2 separate regions of the Oryza sativa genome follow, and region 1 is linked to region 2. The links are chromatin contacts, called in public HiCAR-type maps. All regions are on one chromosome and are shown on one strand. Each heading gives the region's core, a stretch centred on a gene start, on an enhancer-like site or on the middle of the called end of the contact. The rest is flanking DNA. Distances are from core to core; before and after follow the strand shown.

The links. HiCAR-type assays count read pairs that join an accessible place to other places.
Region 1: a contact with region 2 is called in a HiCAR-type map of leaf, with 2.2 times the contacts expected there. The contact joins the promoter of LOC4339338 here to the promoter of LOC4339327 in region 2. A contact is called at or near these places in 1 of 15 Hi-C or Micro-C datasets (seedling) and 1 of 4 datasets of contacts at active chromatin or transcription factors (leaf).

Annotation. Positions count from the first base shown.
Region 1 is chr5:25,887,873-25,895,577 of ASM3414082v1, forward strand. It overlaps LOC4339338 (serine/threonine/tyrosine-protein kinase HT1), which reads left to right and starts at 1,871. Exons shown (of 5, transcript XM_066310802.1): 1 at 1,871-1,990; 2 at 2,556-2,662; 3 at 2,759-3,902; 4 at 4,477-4,932; 5 at 5,464-5,875. The coding sequence starts at 2,829. The coding sequence ends at 5,748. It overlaps LOC4339339, which reads right to left. Exons shown (of 3, transcript XM_015784264.3): 3 at 6,473-7,222. The coding sequence ends at 6,765.
Region 2 is chr5:25,756,118-25,763,440 of ASM3414082v1, forward strand. It overlaps LOC4339327 (probable alpha,alpha-trehalose-phosphate synthase [UDP-forming] 7), which reads left to right and starts at 2,546. Exons shown (of 3, transcript XM_015784527.2): 1 at 2,546-4,693; 2 at 5,452-5,725; 3 at 6,280-7,267. The coding sequence starts at 2,646. The coding sequence ends at 6,657.

The DNA of each region.
Region 1 (7,705 bases), core at 621-3,120, 130 kb after region 2:
CCCGGGACCCCCAGGCGTCCCCGTCCTCGGCGCGCTGCCGCTCGTCGGCCTGGCCTCGCACGCCGACCTGGCGTCGCTAGCGCGCAAGTACAGGCCCGTCATGTGTACCTCAAGATGGGCACCTGCGGCGTCGTGGTGGTGTCGTCGCCGTGCGCGGTGAGGGCGTTCCTGCCGGTGCGCTGCGACGAGGTTGGTCGGCTGCTGCACGGCATGGCGGAGGCGTCAGCCGTCGGCCGCCCCGTCGTCATCCGGCCGCCGCCGACCATTCCTGCCGACCACACAAACTGGGGAGAAAGAGATGAGGGAGAGAGATGGAGGAGGAAGATCTGGCCCCTCCGCCGACCACTCCCTCGACCGCTGCCGCCCTAGTGTCGCTTGCCTGCCGCCGCCGCTTGTCCAGCTCTCGCCCCTGCAAACCGGAGAAAAGAAGAGAAAGAAAGAGAGGATGACATGTGGGCCCCATAATATATTTCTGTGTGTGAATGACAGACAGGTCCCACATATATATTTTTTAATTTGAATGCCACTTAAACGCCACGTGACGAAGACTAGATCAACATCGACATGCCAGTGCCACATTAGCAAAACCGCCCTTCAAAACCGCTGGGGGAGTCAAATTGCACCGGTTTCAATAATTCGGGGAGTCGTCTTATCCGATTTTGCGGTTGAGGGTTATGAATTAGATTCCGCCGATAATTAAGGGAGTTAAAGTGGACTTTTTCCTTTCCTGAGAGGTTTGAGAAGTCAGTACTATGATTTTAGATGATAGCATATTCAGTACTCCCTCCATACTCGTAAAGTCGTTTAGGACAGCGACACGGTCTCCAAAACACAACTTTGACTATTTCTATAAAAATATTTATTGAAAAGTGATATATGTATACTTTTATGAAAGTATTTTTCAAGACAAATCTATACATATAATTTCTACATTTTCAAACGCAACAACTTAAGAGTTATTCATGATTTATATTTTTAAGGTTTGACTTAAACATTTTCCTAAACGACTTTTATGATTATGGAGTAGTATGAATTTGCACACCTATGCGAATTATGAGCCATAGAAACACGAGCAGCCAAACGAAAGGAGAGCCGAATAGTTGGGCCAAACCTCCCGAACGAGGCCCACAGGAAAACCAAGCATAAACAGCCCGGTTACGGCCCATATAACAAACCGGCATGCAGCCCACACCCACCGCTTGTACAATCGGTACAGGTACAAACGTACTCCTCCACGACCGCGTAACTCTCGTTGCCACACGCTCGCCGTCGCCGATTTGGCACGCGCGACACGGGGAGATTTGGCACACGCTGTGCGCCTGTGCGGTCTGTCGCGTCTCGTAGCGGTTGGGGCAGGGGCCGTTCGGTTTCGCGGTCAAGCGCGTGACGTGAGGTCGCCCAAGCCAAGCCAAGCCAATCCAATCCACGCCAATGAGACGCGACTCCACTTGCCGCGCCCGAGGCCCACGGCGACGCCGACGTAACAACCGGGAGGAGCCGAGGAGGAGGAGGAGGAGGCGTCGTCGCGGCAACATCCCATCCCATCCCCCACACCTCCCACACGCGGACACGCCAAACAACTCCGGTTTGGACTCGTCTGAAATCCCTTCGCAAAAGGTGTGTTAAAAATTTAGTTAAAATTAAAACGATGTGATGAAAAAATTAAAAGTTTATATGTGTAGAATAATTTTAACGTGATGAAAAAATTGAAAAGTTTGGAATCGGCCTCGCATACCGCCCCAACCCCAAGTCGTCGCCTCCTCAAATTATTGGCGAATATACAAAGCGGCAAGTGGTGTACTGACCGTACAATCCTACTACTCGTACGCCTCGGCTGTACTTTGATCCCACCACCACCACCACCACCACTGAGATGACGCGAGGTTCGCAGTTCCACGCATCCCACCATCACCACACCACGACGACGACGACGATGCCGCAGCGCGCGTGAGCGATCACAAAAACGCCTCCGTCTTCCGGCCTTTTTCCCGTGAGTGAGAGAGCTCGCGCGCGCGCGCGTGCGTTCGCCTACTACATTCTTTCCCCTCCAACCTTTTCGAGGTAGTATATTTTTCCTCGTCCTCCCCGTGCTCTTGATTCTCTGCCTCGGTTTGGTATTTTGGCCTTTTTGATCGGGAGGGCGGGGGGCCAATTTGATTTGCCGTTCATTTCGATTTGATTTGATCCGATCTGATCTGTAGAATAGACATCACATCAGGGGTATGGAGGTTGGCGTGAGCGAAGCTTTGAATCCCGGGTAGCCGCCGGAGAGATTGCGTCCTCTCGCCTTCCCTCCCTTTGATTCCTGCTCGCCCGCCGCTCGTCTTTCCGCTCTCGCCGAGACACGGTGTTCGGCGGCCGCGCTTGTTTGGTCGCTGCCTTTTTATGCCAAACCCATCCGCTTTGAGAGATTGGCCTGTCGTTTTCCTGTTGTTTGGTGTAAGATTCCGTCGCTCTTGAAAGCTCACGATGCGAAAAGAGGGGCGATTTTTTTATGTTTTTGATTTATGGTATTGAGGGTTTTTTTTTTTTGCTTGCTTTGTTGATGGATTCAGGAGGAGGAGGAGGCGGTGGCGATTGATGGAATCTGATCGAATGCCGCTTCAGGCTGGGTCAATCGAGCTGGCTGCAACGATCGGAGGTTTCCTATCCCCTCGTGAAGGTGTCAAATCAGTATCCTTGTGCCGGATGGTTTGGGGATAATTTTCGTAGTGAGTTCATAATAGCGTCTCATTTGGGATTCCTCTGGTTGATTCAGTTCCCTTTGCAAGTTTGCGGGTTTGTTCACGGATTTGGTTGGCTTGAGATCGATCTTCATTCATTGGGAGATGGATGATGATGACTACTCCTGGGTGCGGCGCACCAAGTTCTCGCACTCCATTGTTAAATCCAACTCTGGCAGGGAGCAGTTTGGTGCATTCCTTGATCCGTTTGACAGTTCCACTGCATGGAGGCAGAAAGGATTCAGTGGAGAGCTCATGATTCATGGACATAATTTACAGCCGAGGGCAAAAGGAGCAGTCTCAAAGTCACCTAGGCCTTCAATCCCGTTGGCGAAATCACCAGTTTCACAGGCAGAGCGGAAGCTGAAAGCTAAGTTTTCAGATGGTGAATTGAAACAACGGGGGAAAATTAGTGATGGCTCGTTGCGAGAAGCATCGAAAGAGAAGGATCGCAAGGTTGGGCATAAAGGAGAAGGCCTTAGCCTGGATATTTCTTGTCCAATTCTGGATCGGACAGTTCAGGATGACAGTTCAGACACGCTTGACTTCTCTTTCCACTCAGAAGAGCAAAGTTTAAGGTTGCTGAGAGTATGCTCGAGTCCAGCTCCTTTCTATTCGAAGGATACAACTACGTTTGGTGATTCCAAAATACATAGTACGTCTGTTAAGATTGTTGGAGAGGGATCGAAGCCGAGGAGGAGAGCGAAATCCCCAATGCCGACCCGTGTCATCTCTGAAGTTTTTAAGGAGGCCAAAGCTGCCACTAAGAGGTTCTCTAGCCCACAGCGGCAAAGGAAATCTAGTTCTCCACATTCACCACGTTCACCCGATGATAGTCCCCGGTTTGGCTTTCCTTCAATGAGAACACCGGGTAACTTGAAAGCTAGGAGGGCCTCGTCCTGGCCAAGGAACTATGACAATGGAGTGGCCAAGGCTGTTGCATTGGATATACTTGAGAGATGGACAATTGACCGCTCACAGTTACTCATTGGTCAAAGATTTGCATCAGGGGCATATAGTCGTTTGTTCCATGGAATTTACAAGGAGCAGCCAGTTGCTGTCAAATTTATCAGGCAGCCTGATGAAGAAGAAGATGCAGAATTGGCTGCTAAACTTGAGAAGCAATTCACTGCTGAAGTAACCATTCTGGCTCGGCTCCATCATCGCAATGTCATTAAGGTAATTACACGAATTCCAATTTAAAATTTTGTCTGGTATTCTATTTCTTTCTTTGAAGAAGCGCATGCTACAGGGCTACAACATTGTGTAATCTCTGCTGCTCTATCTATTTATTCATAGAACTGTTCATAATTAGAATATAATTCATGTGATCCATAACATTTACACTTCTGTACCTTTCTTTTGGCAATATGACCCTTTTAACATATACACTCAATATTTTACCAGAGCCAAAGGACATATACGAGGAATATGTCTATTGTTATGCGATTGTGATTACTAAGTATATGAGAGGTATATGCTATCAATTTTAAATCAATTATCTACCTACTGCTTTAGCTTTCAGCTGAAGCAATGTTATCATATTTATCAAATGGCTCAAATACATGACATACTCTGGTGGAGACGCTCAATTTTATATGTAACCTTAGAATTATTCAGAATAAAAGAACCCAAAGCATTTTCATTGTGTTGTCTAGATTGCTCCTGCAGTTTATTAACCATGTTGATTCTTTAGGTCTCATGTAATATGCTACAAGAAAGACATTTTTTTAATCCTTTTTTTTTTGTTTAGCTGATTGGGGCATGTAATGCTCCACCGGTCTTTTGTGTCATCACTGAGTTCCTGTGCGGGGGGTCTTTGAGAGCTTTTTTGCGCAAGCTCCAGCGCCAAAAGCTTCCTTTGGAGAAGATCATTTGCATTGCTTTGGATATTGCACATGGTTTGGAGTACATTCACTCGCAAAGAGTAATCCATCGTGATGTGAAACCTGAGAACATCTTGTTTGATGGAGAATGTTGTGCAAAGGTTGTTGATTTTGGAGTGGCTTGTGAAGAAGTATACTGCAACTCATTGGAAGATGACCCAGGTACTTACAGATGGATGGCACCAGAGATGTATAAGCGCAAACCATATGGTCGGAAGGTTGACGTCTACAGTTTTGGCCTCGTATTGTGGGAATTGTTTAGTGGCTCGATCCCTTATGAAGAGATGACTCCATTGCAGGCAGCTTTTGCAGTTGTTAATAAGGTATTTTCTTTTCTAGTTCCTCAATCCTCATGTCCAGGACTTAGCAATTTGCTCCGTTCAAACTTAGAAGCAGTTCTCCTTATGAAACAACCACTTTACACACAGCAATTCTTATATTGATAGCCATGTTTTGGTAATGCATATTTTTCGTTACTTCTCTTATGCTGGCAAACTGTTTTGAGTTTCCCTTTTTTCAGACAAGACATATATCCCCATTTCAGAACTTAAGACCAGTTATTCCTCCGAGCTGTCTTCTCTTATGCGCGCAAACTGTTTTGAGTTTCCTTTTTTCTTTTCATGACAAGACATATGTCCCCATTTCAGAACTTAAGACCAGTTATTCCTCCGAGCTGTCTTCTCTTATGCGCGCAAACTGTTTTGAGTTTCCTTTTTTCTTTTCATGTCAAGACATATGTCCCCATTTCAGAACTTAAGACCAGTTATTCCTCCGAGCTGTCTTCTCTTATGCGCGCAAACTGTTTTTGAGTTTCCTTTTTTCTTTTCATGACAAGACATATGTCCCCATTTCAGAACTTAAGACCAGTTGTTCCTTCAAGCTGTCCGGCGCAACTTCGACTTTTGATCGAGCAATGTTGGTCTTGTCAACCAGAGAAGAGACCTGAGTTTTCCCAAGTAGTTCAGATCCTCAAAAATCTCAAGGAGGCCCTGGATAGAGATGGAACGCTTGACAAGATCCCAAGCACCAACTGCCAGGAACCTCCTGATCAGAACAAGAAGAGACTGTCCAATTGGATCCAAAGACTCTCGTACAGTCAGGCCGATTTCTCCGGACCTCCACCGCCAAAGTTATTGTAATTATATGCATTCCTCTCTTCCATAAATATCGTAGCATCTGCTAGATGTCTCTGTAAATCATAAGGTTCTTCTTGGTGTATAAACTCCGCACATTTTTTTAGTGGACAGTTCATTCTTGTTTGGCTTAGTAATTTTGCCTGCAACCAACCAATGGAGTCTTAGTTCCCGGCGGGTGGGGATGAATCATTTTGTGCATTGAGGTAGCAATCTTGTAGCATCTGGTTGAAGGCTATTTATTGCTCATGCTTTTTTAGGCCGAGGGGCTAATATTGACGTGTTATTCATCCAAAGACTTGCATACACGTGTAAATGGTCCAAAGACTAATATTCATGCATTTTTCCCAAAGTTACAACTAACGAAATTTTGGACCAAGGGCTAATGTTTATGTGTTTTGGGCCAACTGCTAACTGCTAAATGTTTTCACCAATGTATGTATGTAACTCATGAAATTCTCTCTCAAAACAAATATATCGTGAAATTTTGGGCCAAAAGCTATTACTCATACATCTTGTCCTTGGATCCTTGGATTAGTATCCTCTGCAGCCTTTGTCACATGACATATGGGCCCAATGATCTCTGGGCTCACATGTCAGTAACAAAGGCACCGTACATTTGATTGCAGAGGATCTTGATCCCTTATCTCTAAGGTCTAATCCTCTTCGCTAAGAAAACAATAAGATTTCTTGTGCTCAATGTTAATACTCATAAAGTTTCCACAAAAGAATAATACTTGGAAATGGCCTTTCCTCTTTTATTAGCTCCACAGGGAAAAATATGCATTGCCTTTCCTCTTTTTTCCCTATTAAATTTCTTCAATATAAAATATTTACCAAAATGGCCAAGCTATATATCCTCATCATTACATAATCCTCACAATTTCAGAGCCTAGCTGCTCCGTGCCTTGTTCTTCAGAAGTCAAAACAAGGTCAAAACCACGCGTGCACATACCAAAAAAAAAAACAAAAAATTCAAAATCAAAACAATCTTCTCAACTTCTCACCCATCGATCGCTAGCTCACACGACCTCCACGGCGGTCCGGCCGCCGAAGTCGAGCGTGAGCATGGACGCCCTGAACTTGGGCTGCATCTGCCTGTTCGTCATCCCCGGCGACAGCGGCGACGACGGCGACCCGACCGCCACCGCGTCGCCGGCGCCGCCGGCGTTGCCGGGCGGCGCGACCCGCTCCGGCGTGGCGAGCCACTTGGCCTCCATGTACCGCTGCTTCCTCCAGGGCGCCATGTGCATGCCGCTCTCCCGCGCGCACTGCTTCGCCGCGGCGCACATGACGCGCACCACGCCGCGCAGCCGATCGGCGCGGCCGACGAACGCCTCCGGCAGCGACGCCACCAGCGCCCTGTACCCCGCGCCGCCGCGCGCCATCTCGAACTCGCCGCGGAAGCTGGGCTCGACCACCACCCGCACCGCCTTGCCGCTCCTGGTCGGCGCCACCACGTCCACGTAGCTGTGCTCCCCTGTGTTACATGCGTACACACAGATCAGACCAAAATACCGATAAAATGTGTGCAATAATTAGTACTACTTTTTTTTGCAATATATTTGTATATTTTATTTACATACTGTTTGGAAGGTGTGAAATGCCATGATATATCCATCAATTTCATGACGTGGACGTGAATAGTAGAGGTCCATCTATCAGTTTGGGGTTCACATCAAGTCTGTCTTTGCAAACGTGGAGAGAATTTGACATCTGACATTTCTTTTAAAAAAAATTCTTCTCATAATGATTCTGCTTGGAAGCATCTCATGTGGTTGGTGACCATGTGAGGATGCGAGTTTGCACTCACACCGTTACAAATCATGGACATAAATTCTTGTTACAGCTAAGTGGTCCTACTGGGAGTTTGGTAATATGCTTCTCTTCTGAACTGAGATGGAACTTAAAATGGATCTGGCAATCCAGTGAACCAAACATAAAAGCATAAATCGACCATGCC
Region 2 (7,323 bases), core at 1,296-3,795:
CCACCCTCAAAGCGATCCTAATCCACATCTGCAATATTATGGATGAGTGTAACTGTCAACTCTGCTTGCTGCAAGTGTCAACTAAAGCCAGACGCACTCACCATCATCACTAGCGACCATCATGCACTGCTTTTTGCTGATTAAGATGGTGCCCAAATGACAAAGCACACATCTTAATCAGGCCCTGGTGATGAGGTTCTTCCCAAATCCAAATGGACAGTGCAAGCCTTGACTTCTTCTCATCCACATACAGACCATATAAGATATTCAGAGAAAAGGTGGCATTTTTAACTTCAGAAGCAAAAAAATACAGCCAAGAGAGAGAGAAATAAAACTTTGCTTCATAATATAACAAACCAGCTTTGCTTAGGCTCTAGTACTAACCAAAGCTAAAAAGCACTTTGGAGAGACGGTGCATGCTGTAGATCTAATACTATTATACTAAACCAAAAGGACACACAATCTTCAGAGACAACAAACAATATCATACTGCTGCAGCAACACCGAGGCCAACGAGAAACTGGCCCCCACTGATCCTTCCTCTCATGATGCAGCAATTGAGAGACAGATTCCAGCCAAGAAAAACTATTTTTTTTTAAAAAAAAAACCTTGACTAGTACTCATGCAATGCAAGTTGCCATTGTCTTCATGGCCAACTGGGCCATCACATTTTATTCTCGAATCGGCCAAGTTGCCGCTACACAAACCATTGGATATTTGGATATGTAGGTCAGGGAGAGAAAAGGAAAGAAAGAAAGGCATTAGCTTTTCACGTTATCCGAATAAAATCGAGGGGATATGCTGCTTCTGAAATTGTTGCTGAAATTGCAACGAGGAGTTGGTTAGGTGGTCGGTGCACCTCACGCCCTTAATTGCACATCAAGCTTTGCTTTCTTCTTATCCTCTTTTTTTTTTTTTTGGATGCTTGACTGTTAGAGCAAGTTCAATAGTATAGCCTACTACTAGCTTCAATTCAGCTATAACCAATCTAATAGCCAATTTATACAATAGTTGCTTACTATACTATTAATATATGGTCTCACCTATTATACATATACTGCGTCTTGAAGTCCGTGTTGCAGCTGACTACAGATCTGTAGCCCGTTACTCTTCTCTCTCATCTTCTATCTCATTAAAATATGTTTATAGCTGGCTAATATTCTGCTGTTGTACCTGCTGTCATGGAGGATGAGGAGAGTATTAGCAACGCTGTCTTGAAAGGTGGAAAAGAAAAACGAAAGGAAAACACAACGCTGTCTTGGTTAGGGATGGTGTGCTGACTAGACGCTTACTAGGCAAGCGGCTGGCGTGGCGTGGACGGTCGTGGTCATCCACGTCATCTGCGGCAGACAGCTTGAGGACGGCCCACGTGGCCTCGATGAGTCAACCATGCAATTAATGTGGATAAGGAGTTGTTTTTTCTTTTCAAGAAATGTGGATAAGGTTTTCCAATAATTAGGCTATGGTGAAACATTTTCTCAAATATTATTTCTGTTATGAGAGTATTTTTTTATTATACGTGAGAGATTTTGGAAGAAGTTATAACTGGGCAGAAGCTACTTTACTCGCTACTTTACTATAAGGCTGTATTCTTTCTTCCACTTTTCCAACTTCTACTCCATTATTTGTCGAACTGTTAAACGATGTGTTTTTTTTTTACAAAAATCTTCTATAGAAAAGTTGCTTTTAAAATCATATTACTTTTAAGTTTTTATTAATTAATAATACTTAATTGATCACATATTAATGGGCAACGCTGTTTTCCATGCCCGGAGAGAGGTTCTCGAACACAACCTAACTAGGGCTTAAATCCATACCACTTAATAATATTCTGCGATAATTTTTTGCTTGTGTTAATACTTGAAATTCGAACCAATTCATCGCATTCCAAAATTTCGAATCGCAATGGATACGCTTAACAACATATGACGTGGCACCCACCGCTACCGGACACGTGTTTCACGCCCTGCAAAAGCGCCCCTCGTTTTGCTGCTGTTGTTTGGCGTTCGTTCGTTCACCCGGGGGAAGAAAGAAGAAAAGGACGACCCAGACCTCTCATAAACCGCCGGGCAATTCAATTCAAAGCCTCTCGTGAGGAATTTCCCAAAATACCCCTCCCCCCACTGTAGGTATGGATGGGTTGCTCGGTCCACCTCGTCCGTCCATCGCGTGGGCCCCACCCCGACCGAACGCTATCCCGTACGTCCATCCGGTGGGCCCCGCGGTGTCAGGTGGCAGCGTGACGCCAGCTGGCACCGGGGTGTGGGGGCGCCCCCCCTCCCCCCTCCCCACTACCTTATCCTCTTTTCCCGATGCAGCATCACCTCCCTAGGCCCGGTCCACGGTGGACCCAGCGGCTCACCGGCATGCGGGGCCCCGCACTGTCGGTGGGTCTACGGGGGGAGGCGCCGTGGACCGGGTCCACCCGCCCCGAGGGAGAGGAATATACCGCGTGTGTGCGCGTGTGTTGTGCGGGCTCGTCTTCCTCGCCGCTCGCTCGCTCGCCTCCTCCATTTTTTTTTTCTTCTCTTCTTCTTACGAACTCGAAACGCGAAAAAGGGAGTAGATCAGATCAAAGACGCGGAGGAGGAGGAGGAGGAGGAGAGCTAGGGTTTGGATCGGGAGAGAGGGCTAGGGTTTCAGCCATGATGTCGAGGTCGTACACGAACCTGCTGGACCTCGCGGCGGGGAACTTCGAGGCGCTGGGGCCGGCGGGGGGAGGGAGGAGGAGGTCGTTCGGGGCGAAGCGGATGACGCGGGTGATGACGGTGCCCGGGACGCTGTCGGAGCTGGACGACGAGGACGACGAGCCGGCGGCGACGAGCAGCGTCGCCTCCGACGTGCCCTCGTCGGCGGCGTGCGAGCGCCTCATCGTCGTGGCGAACCAGCTCCCCGTGGTGGCGCGGCGGAGGCCGGGCGCCGCGGCGGGGGGGTGGGCGTTCTCGTGGGACGACGACTCGCTCCTCCTCCGCCTCCGCGACGGCGTCCCCGACGAGATGGAGGTGCTCTTCATCGGCACGCTCCGCGCCGACGTGCCCGCCTGCGAGCAGGACGAGGTGTCGCAGAGCCTCATCGATGGATTCGGATGCGCACCCGTGTTCCTCCCCGCGGGGCTCTACGACCGATTCTACCAGCACTTCTGCAAGGGTTACCTATGGCCGCTGTTCCACTACATGCTCCCCTTCGCCTCCGCCTTGCCGGCGGCCGCATCCGGCGATGGCCGGTTTGACCGCGGCGCGTGGGAGGCCTACGTGCTCGCCAACAAATACTTCTTCGAGAAGGTGGTCGAGGTCATCAACCCGGAGGACGACTACGTTTGGGTCCACGATTACCACCTCATGGCGCTGCCCACCTTCCTCCGCCGCCGCTTCAATCGCCTCCGCATCGGGTTCTTCCTCCACAGCCCCTTTCCCTCATCGGAGATCTACCGCTCGCTGCCCGTCCGAGAGGAGATCCTAAGAACGCTGCTTAATTGCGATCTCATTGGATTCCACACATTCGATTATGCGAGGCACTTCCTATCTTGCTGTAGTAGGATGCTGGGGATAGAGTACCAGTCAAAGCGTGGATACATTGGATTGGATTACTTTGGCCGCACTGTTGGAATCAAGATCATGCCAGTGGGAATCCATATGGGTCAATTGCAATCAGTGTTGCGATTGTCCGAGAAAGAAAAGAAGGTTGCTGAGCTGCGGCAGCAATTCGAGGGCAAGTCCGTGTTACTTGGTGTGGATGATATGGATATCTTCAAGGGAATCAACTTAAAACTTCTTGCGTTTGAGAATATGCTGAGGACGCATCCCAAGTGGAAGGGAAGAGCTGTGTTGGTGCAGATTGCAAACCCAGCACGAGGGAAGGGAAAGGATCTGGAGGCTGTCCAGGCTGAGATTCGGGAGAGTTGTGATAGAATTAACAAGGAGTTTGGCCAGTCAGGTTACAGTCCAGTGATTTTCATTGACCAGAGCGTGCCAAGTGCGGTGAGGCTTGCATATTATACGGTTGCTGAGTGTGTTGTGGTGACGGCTGTGAGGGATGGGATGAATTTGACCCCATATGAATACATTGTCTGCCGGGAGGGGATACCTGGCTCTGAGTGTGCACCAGAGGTGAGTGGACCAAAGAAGAGCATGTTGGTTGTGTCGGAGTTTATTGGTTGCTCACCTTCACTGAGTGGAGCCATTCGTGTTAACCCGTGGAATATCGAGGCAACTGCAGAGGCACTGAATGAGGCCATCTCAATGTCAGAGCGTGAAAAGCAGCTGAGGCACGAAAAACATTACCGTTATGTCAGCACCCATGATGTTGCATATTGGTCTAAGAGCTTTGTACAGGACCTGGAGAGGGCTTGCAAGGATCACTTTAGGAAACCATGCTGGGGCATTGGATTGGGATTTGGCTTCAGGGTGGTAGCCCTAGACCCACATTTCACAAAGCTTAATTTCGATTCAATTATAATGTCCTATGAGAGATCAAAGAGTAGGGCTATATTTCTCGACTATGATGGCACATTGGTGCCACAGGCTTCGCTCAACAAGAATCCAAGTGAAGAATTACTGAGGATCATTAATACCCTATGCGCAGATAGAAATAACACCGTGTTCATTGTCAGCGGGAGAAGCAAGGATGACTTGAGCAAAAAGCTTATCTCATGTCCAAAGCTAGGCATTGCCGCAGAGCATGGCTACTTCTTAAGGTACAATTCCTTAACCGTAGTCAGCTTTCTTTTCATTGCCAGTACAATCTGCACTTTTTTCCTAAAATAGAATCTGCACTTTACCATATATACTAGAAAGTCTTGCATTATGCACTAGCATAAAGCGTGCCACATGCACCTTTTCAAAATACGATTCTGAGCTAATAACAATTTATGTTATCAGAATGGAGGGCATTTTATCTTTAGAACTTGCGTAGCAGATCCTGATCTTACTTTTATGTAAAAGTCCATGGCATCAGCAAATATTTATAGGTGCTTCTTAACTGTTAATTTGGGCTTGTGTTTTTATTACTCCCTCTGTCCCAAAATATAGCAACCTAGTACTCCCTCTGTCCCAAAATATAACAACTTTTAACTCTCAGGATTTGTCCTGAAATATAACAACTTCTACACCAACATTCTCTTCCTAACCAATCACAACCCTCCACCATTCACTTTTCCCACCTACCTCCATTACTCATCCAATCACAACCCTCCATCATTCACTTCTACCTACTTTCTTAATAACCGTGTCCAACTCTAAAACTTCTTATATTCTGGGATGGAGGGAGTACTAGATTAGACACAACCTAGTAGAGTTTAGATTCCTACTATAGGTTGTGTTTAATTTAGTACTTGGTTGCTAAATTTTGGGACAGGGAGTAGCCAAGGACATTGATGATAAGTGAAGTCCCATCTGATTCCCTCTTGAAATTACGAAAAAAACGGATGATGGAATGATTTCTTTCAATATGTAGGTGGACTAGAGATGAAGAATGGCAAACCACTGCACAGACCTCAGATTTTGGATGGATGCAAATGGCGAAGCCAGTGATGGATCTTTATACTGAATCAACTGACGGATCCACCATTGAGACTAAAGAAACTGCACTGGTGTGGCACCATCAGGATGCTGACCAAGGTTTTGGCTCTTCCCAGGCAAAGGAAATGCTTGATCACTTGGAAAGTGTATTAGCAAATGAACCAGTCTCAGTCAAGAGTGGCCAATTCATTGTTGAAGTCAAACCTCAGGTACATTATCTTGATCTCTTACATTCCTTTCACAAGTACATTGTTATTCTGATCATGAAACCACATATTTTTGTGCCTTTTGTGGAGAACAGTTTCTGTACCAAATAACCTGACTATTTAATTCTCATTTATATGATGCTCCTCGAGATCCAGCTAATTCTTTTGCATCAATCGTACAAACCGTTTTTTTTTTCCATTACGGTATAGAGCTACAGGGTGATCATGATGGATGCAGATATGTTGGCTTCACATTTTCTTTACCCTGTTGTTATGCCTTTTCAATTTCAGTTCACCTTGCATTCTGGTGTAGACTTATTGTTGGACAAAATGCAAGATATCTGATATCATAACTAAAACAATGCTGTTTTATATTGTCTCCATGTTTAAAACAGAATTTGTGAATTGCAATGGAACACTTCCTATGTTGGCCTTTATGGTTTAATGCTATACATGTCACTTAACAGTTTAACTTCACCTGCTCCAGGCTTTTCATTTGTAATATATGCATTGGTGTGCATTCCTCATTTATTCCTTCAAACTCCTTTGTGCTGCAGGGTGTTACCAAAGGGCTCATAGCTGAGAAAGTACTCACATCAATGAAGGAGAAGGGGCAACTGGCAGATTTTGTATTATGCATTGGTGATGACAGGTCAGATGAGGATATGTTTGAAAATATTGCCGATGTCATGAAAAGGAGCATTGTTGCACCAAAAACTCCACTGTTTGCATGTACTGTGGGCCAGAAGCCAAGCAAAGCTAGGTTTTACCTGGATGATACATTTGAAGTCGTCACCATGTTGAGTTCACTGGCGGATGCTTCAGAACCAGACCTTATGGCAGACTTGGAAGATGACTTGGCCACATCAGTCTCATCAATAGAAATAAGTGACAGAGTGGTATCTTTTAGTAATTTAAGGACAGAAGGATCTTAGTCTGGTGTTTCTGCGTTGCTTTTCTCGCCGAAAAAGTTCTGTTGGAACTGAGTGAGGGAGTGTTAAGCAAGATGAAACACTGCAAGATTAAAGATGCTACAGGGCAAGGAAGTCGAATTCTTGGGTTCATGATTCATTTTGGTGAAGATGAGGGTAAGGGATTAAAACATGTAGCTGCAAATATTCTGAAGTCCGGAAAGAGATTACAGTTTGAGTAGCTCCCAAATAGCCTCATTATGCGTTTTGTTACGGCGGCATTTACTACCAGTCGCTGCTACGAAGATTCTTATGTTCATAGCTGACCTGCCATGTTCTTTCCATTTGAATACTTATCCCAAGGCTAAGTAGGAAGCATCGGCGTGGCAGAAGTGCATCGGTGCAATATGGGGGAATATGAGGGTAAATCTTGTGACAGGTTAACTGCAGCTTGTGATTTCTTGCTTGTTAACCTGGTTAACAGAAATCGTCTAGTAGGGAAAAAACTAGTGATGCTTTTCGTTTACTTGTAATGTTGTGGCAATGTGGAGGATGACATTTGATTCATTGTTTGACAGCATTATCTGTATCATCCTTATATGTAGCTAATTTATATTGAGTTCTTTACAATTAATCACCACTTGCTGAACTTCCATCTTGCCATTTCTTTTAAGATTTTTCCTGGACGAG